3 separate regions of the Sus scrofa genome follow, and regions 1 and 2 are each linked to region 3. The links are chromatin contacts, called in public HiChIP or PLAC-seq maps. All regions are on one chromosome and are shown on one strand. Each heading gives the region's core, a stretch centred on a gene start, on an enhancer-like site or on the middle of the called end of the contact. The rest is flanking DNA. Distances are from core to core; before and after follow the strand shown.

What was found. HiChIP or PLAC-seq counts read pairs in DNA pulled down with a chosen protein or histone mark.
Region 1: an H3K27ac HiChIP or PLAC-seq map of skeletal muscle shows a contact between it and region 3, with 3 times the contacts expected there. The contact joins the promoter of DNAJC9 here to the promoter of DDIT4 in region 3. A contact is called at or near these places in 1 of 5 promoter capture datasets (fetal liver) and 1 of 2 datasets of contacts at active chromatin or transcription factors (skeletal muscle).
Region 2: an H3K27ac HiChIP or PLAC-seq map of alveolar macrophages shows a contact between it and region 3. The contact joins the promoter of NUDT13 here to the promoter of DDIT4 in region 3. A contact is called at or near these places in 2 of 2 datasets of contacts at active chromatin or transcription factors (alveolar macrophages and skeletal muscle).

Annotation. Positions count from the first base shown.
Region 1 is chr14:76,068,431-76,071,664 of Sscrofa11.1, forward strand. DNAJC9 (dnaJ homolog subfamily C member 9) reads right to left here and starts at 1,871. Exons shown (of 5, transcript XM_003483498.4): 1 at 1,567-1,871; 2 at 1,253-1,393; 3 at 373-627. The coding sequence starts at 1,746. It overlaps MRPS16 (28S ribosomal protein S16, mitochondrial), which reads right to left. Exons shown (of 4, transcript XR_001301010.1): 4 at 2,587-2,847.
Region 2 is chr14:75,916,121-75,919,328 of Sscrofa11.1, forward strand. It overlaps NUDT13 (nucleoside diphosphate-linked moiety X motif 13), which reads left to right and starts at 1,936. Exons shown (of 12, transcript XM_021074324.1): 1 at 1,936-2,298. It overlaps P4HA1 (prolyl 4-hydroxylase subunit alpha 1), which reads right to left and starts at 2,782. Exons shown (of 15, transcript NM_001097435.1): 1 at 2,702-2,782.
Region 3 is chr14:75,116,194-75,119,164 of Sscrofa11.1, forward strand. It overlaps DDIT4 (DNA-damage-inducible transcript 4), which reads left to right and starts at 1,515. Exons shown (of 3, transcript NM_001243452.1): 1 at 1,515-1,664; 2 at 1,791-2,053; 3 at 2,337-2,971. The coding sequence starts at 1,852. The coding sequence ends at 2,830.

The sequences.
Region 1 (3,234 bases), core at 621-3,120, 950 kb after region 3:
CAACATAGTAGGTTAAAAAAAAGGTTCCCTTAATGAGCTGATATGCTCATTTTATTAGATGAAAACTAGTATAAAGTTAACCCTTATCCTTTTTTCAGTGTTTTCTGTTTTTGTTTTGTTTTTTTTTTTTTTTGCCACACCCATAGCATGGGGAAGTTCCTGGGCCAGAGACTGAACCCAAGCCACAGCAGTGACCTGAGTCACAGCAGTGACAACACAGAGTCCTTAACTGCTAGGCCACCACCAGAGAAGTCCTCAGTGGTCTTAGATATATTTTCTTTTTCTTTTATGTATTTTTATTACTGTAAATATCCTCAAATTCTTTTCGGAAGCAGTCAAGATATAAATAACAAAGAGCATTCAAAATCTTACCCTTCTTTTCCTTGCATTCATTTTTTGCTTCGATTCTTTGACAAAGGCATTATAGGATGGGACCTCTCCAGCATCAATAGCTTGTTGTATAATATTCCTTATTCTGGGTTCTTCTGTGTATTGCACACACAGCACAGACTCCATAATCTGATCCATGTCACCCTTGAAGTCTAGATAGGCCTGTTTAACGTCAGCCAGCTCTTCTTCAGAACCTTTGTATGTCTTTTCAAAAGCTTGAATGTCCTCTAGAGATATCTGAACAAATGAGAGATATATGCTTTAACTTTGAGAATTTTATTTTAAATAAAAGGAACTCTAGTAAAAACTAAATTTAGGTCTTGAAATGCTTCTCCCCAATACACGTTACTTGAGCTGAAACTGTTTTAAGGAACCAAATTTTCTACGCCAAAGATTTTCCAGAGTTCTCTCAGCCCGACCTTTACAACTGCTAAGCTACAGATCAGAAAAATTTAAGTGAAGTTTTCAAAGTTGGGAAGAGACCCAGGAAAATACTCAAAACTTGCATCTAGATATGTAAAATAAAGCACATCTTGTAAAAAAAATTAAATGCCCCCCTTTTACTATAATCATTCTACATCAACAGATGATTAAAGATCCATTTCAGTTAAGTGTGTGTATGTGTATGGTTTCACACATACACATGGTTCAACCTAATAGTTAAATTTGTCTTTCCTCAAGATCAATAGGTTAGATAGGTATCTCCTGAGGAATGCCTGTGGGTATTTATTAATATATCGAAGCCAAATAAAAATTTCCTCATTTTTACACAATACAAAGTGCAAGACCTTAGAGGCATCCAATAAATCTTCGTTGAATGAATGATGGTAACAGTCACAAGGAAATCTCCAGAGTTCTTTACCTTTTTAAAGAGTAATCTCCAATAGGTCTCCCAGTCCCGATCTTGGCTGAGCACATCAGAATCCTCGTCCACAGTTCCCTGCTCATCGTACACTGCCCTCTGATCTTTGTCACTCAGAACGGAATAGACCTTCCCGAGGATCTGCGGGAAAGAGCATCCAGAAGTCACCCCTGCCCCCTCACTGGAACAACACCGCGGAAAAAAAAAAGATTAGAAAACGCCAGGCCGGGTTCCGCTTACTTCACCCGGGCGGCGCTAAGCGGCCAGGAGACGGAAAGAAGCCCGGGCGGCGGGTGGAGCGGGGTCTAGCGTACCTGGAAGCGGCGAGTGGCGTCCTGCTTGTCGCCCTCGCCCACCCGGTCCGGGTGCACCTGCAGGGACACTTTGTGGTAACCACGTCGGACCTCGCCGTCTGAGGCCTCGCGTCGCACGCCCAACACTCGGTATAGGTCGGTGGTTCCGAATACTTCCTCGCACAGCTCCAGAAGTCCCATGGCTGGTAGTGGTGCAGAGCGGGCGGCAGCCTCACTGAAAACAGCAGGTCCCTACAACAGAGCAGAACACTACACCGCTTCCTTTTCCCGCGCAAAACGCCCAGGGCGCCTGCGTCATAAGAGGCGCAGGAAGGGGCGGGGTCTCGACGCCACACTTTACGACGGCTGCAAAATGGGGCGTGGTTAAAGCTGGCGTCAGCCGAGGTAGAGACAGGGTGTGGCTACGGCGTCCCAGATCTCTCTGACCTAGGGGATCTCCTTCTACCCCGCCCTCTCCTCCGCGGCCCGACTCCCCTTATTTTCGAAACTTGGCAGCTATATTCTCAAAATCCCCGCTCAGTTTATGCAGTATAAGGAACGTTCATCATATTAAGCTGAATCTATGCATTGTTGTTTTGGTGGGGTTTTTTCGACCGCCCCGCGGCAAATGGAGTTTCCGAGCCAGGGATCAGATCCCAGCCCCAGTTGTGACCACCTCCACAGCTGCGGCAACATGTGCAACACGTGCAGGGGACAGGTATTGAACCTGCGTCCCAGAACTCCAGAGATGCTGCTGATCCCGTTGCGCCACAGCGGGCAACTCCTGCAATGCTGTTTTTTTGCTTTTTTTCAGTTTAAAAAAAAAAAAAAAGCCTAACATTGGCGTTTGGCAATTTCACATGGTTTAACCTAAAGATTAAATAGATTTGCTCTTTTCCAATGATGATTTGACAAGAGTATATAGAGCTCTAAGGCCCAAATAATTTTGCATCCTACAGGTGGCGGAACTGCTGGGAAGGGACTTTCCCTTGAGTCCTGCAATAAATAAGCCTACATTAAACAAAAAACACAAAATACCAATCTTTTAAAAACTTTTTTAATCTGAGAGTCTAGATTTGACATTTATTACAGAATCATTCCTATTCACCTTAACAGCTCCTCCACTTTGGTGGAGATAATATAATCCAACAATCATCTTAATAAAAACACAAGCTTTGGGGGAGTTCTCTTGTGGTGCAGCAGGTTAAGGATCCAGCCTTGTCACTGCAGCAGCTCATGTCACTGCTCTGGTCCGGGTTCTTTCTCTGGCTTGGTAATTCCATATGCTGCAGGCACGTCCCCCTCCCATCCCCGCAAAAAAAAAAAAAAAGAAAAAAAAAAAAAAGGTCAACTTCAGAAGCAAAGGTTTTCTAAAGCATGTTGGATTTGAGGTAGTAGCAAGATAGGCTGATGCAATCATTTAAAACATGGTGAAAAATCTGGGCCTGGAAATCCAAAGCAAGGCCAGGGTTAGAGAAAACTTTGGAAATCAGGGAGAGGATGAGCCCACACAGGAAGTTGTATATATACGAATCTTTTAAAAAAGACAGACAACAGTAGTCGAGTTGGCAGAAACTCAGTAGCTCAAAGTAATACCCATTTCACATCAGTTCCCCTAACTGATCAATACTTTCCAGAATCACATTTGCCTCTGCTCTACCAATTGAAGTTTCTCTGAAGACCTCAAAC
Region 2 (3,208 bases), core at 686-3,185, 800 kb after region 3:
CCCTGGCCTTGCTCAGTGGGTTAGGGATCCAGCGTTGCCACGAGCTATGGTGTAGGTCGAAGATGAGGCTTGGATCCCACATTGCTATGGCTGTGCTGCACGCTGGCAGCTGTATCTCCAATTCAACCACTAGCCTGAGAACTTCCATATGCCTCAGGTGTGGCCCTAAAAAGCAAAAAAAAAAAAAAAAAAAAAAAAAAAAAAGAGCTTGAATATATTTGCCCTGTGAAAGATACTTGCCAGTACACAACCCCCTCTGCAGTATTAGAAAAGGTCAACATCTCCTTACCAAAAAGCCAAGATTCGCTTGTAACAGCCTGGACTACCCTGGTAAGATGAATTCTCTCTTTTTTTTTTTTTTTTTTTTTTGCCTCTTACGGTACCACCTGAGGCATATGGAAGTTCCCAGGCTAGGGGTTGAATCAGAGCTGTAGCTGACAGCCTACACCACAGCCACAGCAGCTGGGGATCTGAGCCTTATCCACATCCTACACTATAGCTCACAGCAATGCCGAATTCTTAACCCACTGAGTGAGGCCAGGGATCAAACCTGCATCCTCATGGATACTAGCTGGGCTCATTACAGCTGAGCCGCAACGGGAACTTCCTAATGCTTTATTTTTTTAGTAGAATTTTACACTGTCTAAATTTTTCTGCAGTAATTAAGTGTTGCATATTTTTTTCAATCTGTTTTTTGGCCACGCCCATGATATGTGGAAGTTCCCGGGCCAGGGACTGAACCCATGCCACAGCAGCAACCTTAGCCACTGCAGTGATAACACTGGATTCTTAACCTGCTGCACTGAAAGGGAATGCCTTTCATCTGTTTTTTTCACTACATGTTTCCAAGATACAAAATGGTCAACACCATTATCTGCCTACCAAAGTCCCTGGCTTTCAGTACCTCAAAATACAACTCATTTAAAGACATCAAATAGCATTATTCACCTAAAGACACAAAGCAGTCCTTTCCCTAGTAACTAAGTTCAATCTCAAAGAAGCATTTGGCATCAGCTATCAGCTACCAAGGGACTGAAGGCATAATGTTCCAAAACCAAAACTGACATGACTTTTAAAGGTAAGTGACAAAACCTACACTTCTCACAGAAAGAAAAGGTAAAATGTGAAGTTCACAGTTAAGATTTAGAAATTATATTCACAGGCTAAAAGTCAAAGTTAAACAAAAATCACTGAATGTCTACTCAAATTTTAAATCAAGGCAAAACATACTCAAGGTTATTGACTTTCAGCTAAAATATTTCCTGCCTAAGGTATCCATTTTTTTCATAGATACTTGATGAGAAAAATCCCTTTAAAATGTTTTATATATTAGATTCCAATGTTCCAGCTACAAGGACAGTATATTTCTTATTATTTTAGATAAAGACTAGCCTCATTCATAAGCTACATCTAAATCTAAAAGGGGAAATACTTTCTTCCCAAAACCTGTATCAAAAAAAAAAGAGCCTAAAGTTGATGAAAGAACACTGCTGCCACGTCTTTCCCTTCCCCCACTCAGAAGTGACTATTTCATCCCTTCAGAGTGCATTCCAAGGGAAAGTCCAAGAGCCACAGCTCTTAGAGAAACAAGAAACAGTTAAGTTGAAACTGGCAAGCCTCGTTGGCCTTTTAGATCAATTCCTAAAAGGAAATCTAGGTTCTTCGTCCCTTAAAGCAAACAGTGCAAAATTCCAAGAATCTTCTCCACTCTGTCGGAACGCCAAAGACGTTAGTGTCTAAAAACTGAACTGTATTTAATACATTCGATGACTGAGGAGAAATAGTCTCATACTTATGATACCACTCTTCCTCCCCCTTAAAACATACATCTGGGGGCCATTCGCTTAACTCAAAGTTCTCGCACAAACACAGAATTCGATTTCCTGATGGACTTTTAAAAGCATCAGATTCTGCTGTGAAAGAGCAGAGGGGGGTGGGGAGGGAGAGAAGCTCATGTACCTTTAAAATTTTTATGTGGCAGAAGGAAGGAAGAAGACTAGCTTCCCGGTTGACTGAGAATCTGACAGCCGACTTCCCTACCCAGCCGCCCGAAACTCGCCGCCCGGGGCTACGTCTAACTGCTCGGGCTGCACCGCTGCGCGCAACAGATGAGCCTGAACTTCCCCGGGTATGTCCGCTTCCTAGACCCGACAACTCTTCCGCGGGGTAAAAACGCCCGAGTGCTTCGGCGTGAGCTCTAAGCTTTAAAATCAGTTCTCCACTGCCACATGCTAACCATCTGCTGATTTGGAGGCCGAAAACCGTCGCGTACCCGTCAGCTTTGCAAGCGAGGACCAGGTAAGAGTGGAGCTCGGGAAAATCAACAGGGTTACCCCTCCTCGGGAAGGAATATTCAAGAAAGTACTGGTTCCCGGGGCGGAGACAGAGGCTGCCGCAGCCCCAACAGTCGGGGACGCCAATCTGGGAGGAGGTGGGAAGGGGAGCACCGAGGAGGGCGGAAGGGCCTCTGGGACAACCAGGAGGCGCGGGGCGCTGGACCTGGGGAAGGTACAGAGGAGAAGGTACTGCGGTAGTAAACCAGGGAACCCCTGCCCCCGAGCCATCCCACCAGAGAGGGCAGGGACCAGACCCCCCAGAGCCATCCGAGAAGGGCCGCGGCTGCCCAAGAACTTCAGCCTCAGTAGCCAACGACTACCCAAGGACTTCATCCTCATTCTCCAAGGTCGGAGAAGCGTCTCACCTGAGAAGTGGCAGGGGAGGGCTGCGCGTTCTCCAGTCCTCGACCGCCTTCAGTCAAGCCGGCTCCCTTCTCTAAGCCCGCTGGTGGCTTGACTGGGCAGCAGAGGGAGCCAGTTAGCCCTTTTATAACCTCTAGGCCGCGACGGCAGCGCTAGGGAGGAGGCAACTGCAACCCTCGCTACGTGAGCTCGATCACACCAGCGCCCAGGCGTTTGCGCAGGCGCCCAGCCCAGGCCCTCGCCCCCACCCTTTGCCCACGTCCCACGCCCCAGACTCCCCACCAGCTGGTGAAGTCCGGAGCCGAGGGGAGGGGCCGGCGGGCGGGCGTGTGGTGTAGCGCGCCTGCGCAGGGTCCTCGCCACGCCCTTGTTACCGTGGTTACTCCGGATTTGCCCCACTCCTTTCAACAGGTTGTTTAGCGCCTGGGTTACGCCATCAGCCTCAGGCTGGGACGTCGGAACTCCCAGCAGGGAACTATATTAAATATAAGAATAAGAACATGGGAGTA
Region 3 (2,971 bases), core at 265-2,764:
TTATTTTTTTTTAATCCATAAATTCGTCTCCAGAGATGGTTTTCCCATCTGGAAAGTGGGAGTGGGATGCAAGGTTTGAATTCTGGTGCTTTACAGTCTTAAGTCTTGGTTTGCCCAAAAGGCCCACCGGTCAGCCTTTTTTTTTTTTTTTTTTTAATTTTAATGGGGGGGGGGAGTGGCAGTGGCCCGACTACTCCTGTAAGTGTCTTCGGTCACGCGCAAGTCTGCCCCTAGGCGAGGCCTGCCAGTCTGATCTGGTTAGGCTCTGGCCCGCCCCGGGACGGGAGGGAGCATCTGATGTAAGCTGGGTTCTCTCTTCCATCAGAATCCTGTGTCCCAGATTGATGAACCTTTAAATAAATAAAGGTCGAATCCGTCCGAACCTCTTCCCACCGTCAGCAACCTCTGTCACTCTTTGAGCACCGCCGTCGGGCCTGATTTCTTGGGGCCCAGTGTGCATGACGAAATAGGGGATGGCGATTGCACTCCGGGGCTTTTCTGGAGACCTAGCTCCTCGGTCCTGACGCAACTCTCCAGGTCTTTTACACAAAGCGTTTGGTAGAGAGGGGCGCTAGGACCCGGCGGATGCCTGAGGCCTCTAAGCTGCAGCTGGCTGGGGAGGCACTGCTGCACCGCAGTCGGTCGGTAGGGCCGGCGGGTGGGTCAGTGTGTCCGTCTGATGTAGGTCCCAGTTCGCAGCTCCCGGACCAAGCGCCAGGAACTGGGGCCTATCAATATTCCTTCAACCACATTCCCCAAACCCTGTCTTTGAAGGCAGCTGGAGGGTGGGCGCTGACGCGGTTAGGAAACTAGGCTCACATCGGGGGCATGGACACCGCCCCCCCTCATTAATCCATCCTCTGGGTCTGTAGAGTAACGGGCAAGTAGGCAAGTGCGGCCGCCCAGAAAGGGAGCAGAGTGCTCTGAGCTGCTGTTTTGGGGCCCCACCCCCATATCCTGACCCCTGGTAAGGAAGGTTAGTGTGGGGTACTTGCGCGAGAGTGGGCTGGGTTAACGTCTGCTCCCCCGGGCATCCAGCCCTGCTCCTAGTTGTACCCATAGCTCGCAGGCTCCCACAAGCTGAGGGCAACCGTTTTCCTTGCCTGTTGCCCTCTCAAGTTCCCCTGCCTCTTCCCCCGCGCGGCCGCGGCCTAACCCCTCCCCCAGCAATACGACCCTATAATAAACAAGTCTTTCCTTGATCCTCCCCTGCCGCGAGCGCCCTCGGGGACCTTGGCAGCTGCAGCCGCCGCCGCCGCCGCCGCCGCCGCCGCCGCGGATCCCTTCCAGAAAGGGGGCGTGGCCGTGGCTCGGGGGTTCCGCCGAGAGCTTTCTGGGGCTCAACGGAGGCGGGGCCAGGCGGCTGTCACCGGGCAGGAGAGAACGTTGCGAACGTGCGCCCGGAGTCCATTGGCCGAGATGGGCCACACTCCCGGGTCTGGATTGGGCCGTGGCGCGGAAGGGGTGTGGCCTCCCCGCGCTAGTCCTTATAGGTCCCTCGGCGCTGGTGCTAGGGACCGAGGCAGGCCGAGGGGGAGGTGAGGCTGAGGAGAAGGGACAGGTCTGGGCAGAGCTCGGGGGTTGGCACCAGTTCGCGCACCCATTCAAGCGGTCAAGCGGCTGTACGCACTCGTCAGAGCAGTTCTCGCTAACTGCTCTAGCTGGTGAGTGTCCCTTCTGTGTGTGCGCGGATCGATGAGCAGGGAGGCCTCAGCCGCGGGGGTCGTAGCGCTCTGAGTCTGGTCCACCCCTCAGACTGACGCCGGGCCCGTGTCGCTCTTGTCTTACAGCGTCTTCTGCGCTCCAGCACCGGTGAGCTCATCTGCAAACGTCCTGGCGTCCGTCCTCACCATGCCTAACCTTTGGGATCGCTTCTCGTCGTCCTCCTCCTCTTCGTCTTCGTCCTTGTCCCGAACTCCCACCCCAAATCAGCCTCCGCGTTCAGCCTGGGGGTCAGCGGCCCGGGAAGAAGGGCTCGGTCGCTGCGCGAGCCTGGAGAGCTCGGACTGCGAGTCCTTGGACAGCAGCAACAGTGGCTTTGGGCCGGAGGAAGGTAAGCCGCCGCGGGCGAGGGCCGGACGCGACTCGAGGGGCGGGGAAGGTGAGAAAGGACCTCGCTGAAAAGAGTCAAAGCCACCTTGGCTTCGTAGGCCACCAGAATCCAGATCGCAGAGCGGGGACAGGCCAGAGGAGGGGGTTGAAGCATAGGGTATGATGAGTGTGCGGCAGAAACTGAGGCACGGAGGGGCAAGAGGAGTGCTGCTTTCTTAGCGAAACAGCACCTCCTCCTTTTGGAACTGCTCTTACCTTCCTTCCCTATGTGCTTTCCCTTCCAGACTCTGCATACCTGGATGGGGTGTCCCTGCCTGACTTCGAGCTGCTCAGCGACCCTGAGGATGAGCACCTGTGTGCCAGCCTGATGCAGCTGCTGCAGGAGAGCCTGGCCCAGGCGCGGCTGGGCTCGCGGCGCCCCGCGCGCCTGCTGATGCCCGGCCAGCTGGTGAGCCAGGTGGGCAAAGAACTGCTGCGCCTGGCCTATAGTGAGCCGTGCGGCCTGCGGGGGGCGCTGCTGGACGTCTGCGTAGAGCAGGGCAAGAGCTGCCACAGCGTGGGCCAGCTGGCCCTCGACCCCAGCCTTGTGCCCACCTTCCAGCTGACCCTCGTGCTGCGCCTGGACTCACGCCTCTGGCCTAAGATCCAGGGGCTGTTTAGCTCCGCCAACTCTCCCTTCGTCCCCGGCTTCAGCCAGTCCCTGACGCTGAGCACTGGCTTCCGAGTCATCAAGAAGAAGCTGTACAGCTCCGAGCAGCTGCTCATTGAAGAATGTTGAACTTGGGCCTGGGGGCCGACACTGCCCCCATGGCAGAGACAGTTGAACTTTTGGGGTGGACGTTGGCAGGCAGGAGCTGAGGGCCTGTTGCCTGTCGTTAGAAAACTGACAACAGCCACCTGAGGGGAGGAAGGCTGAGCT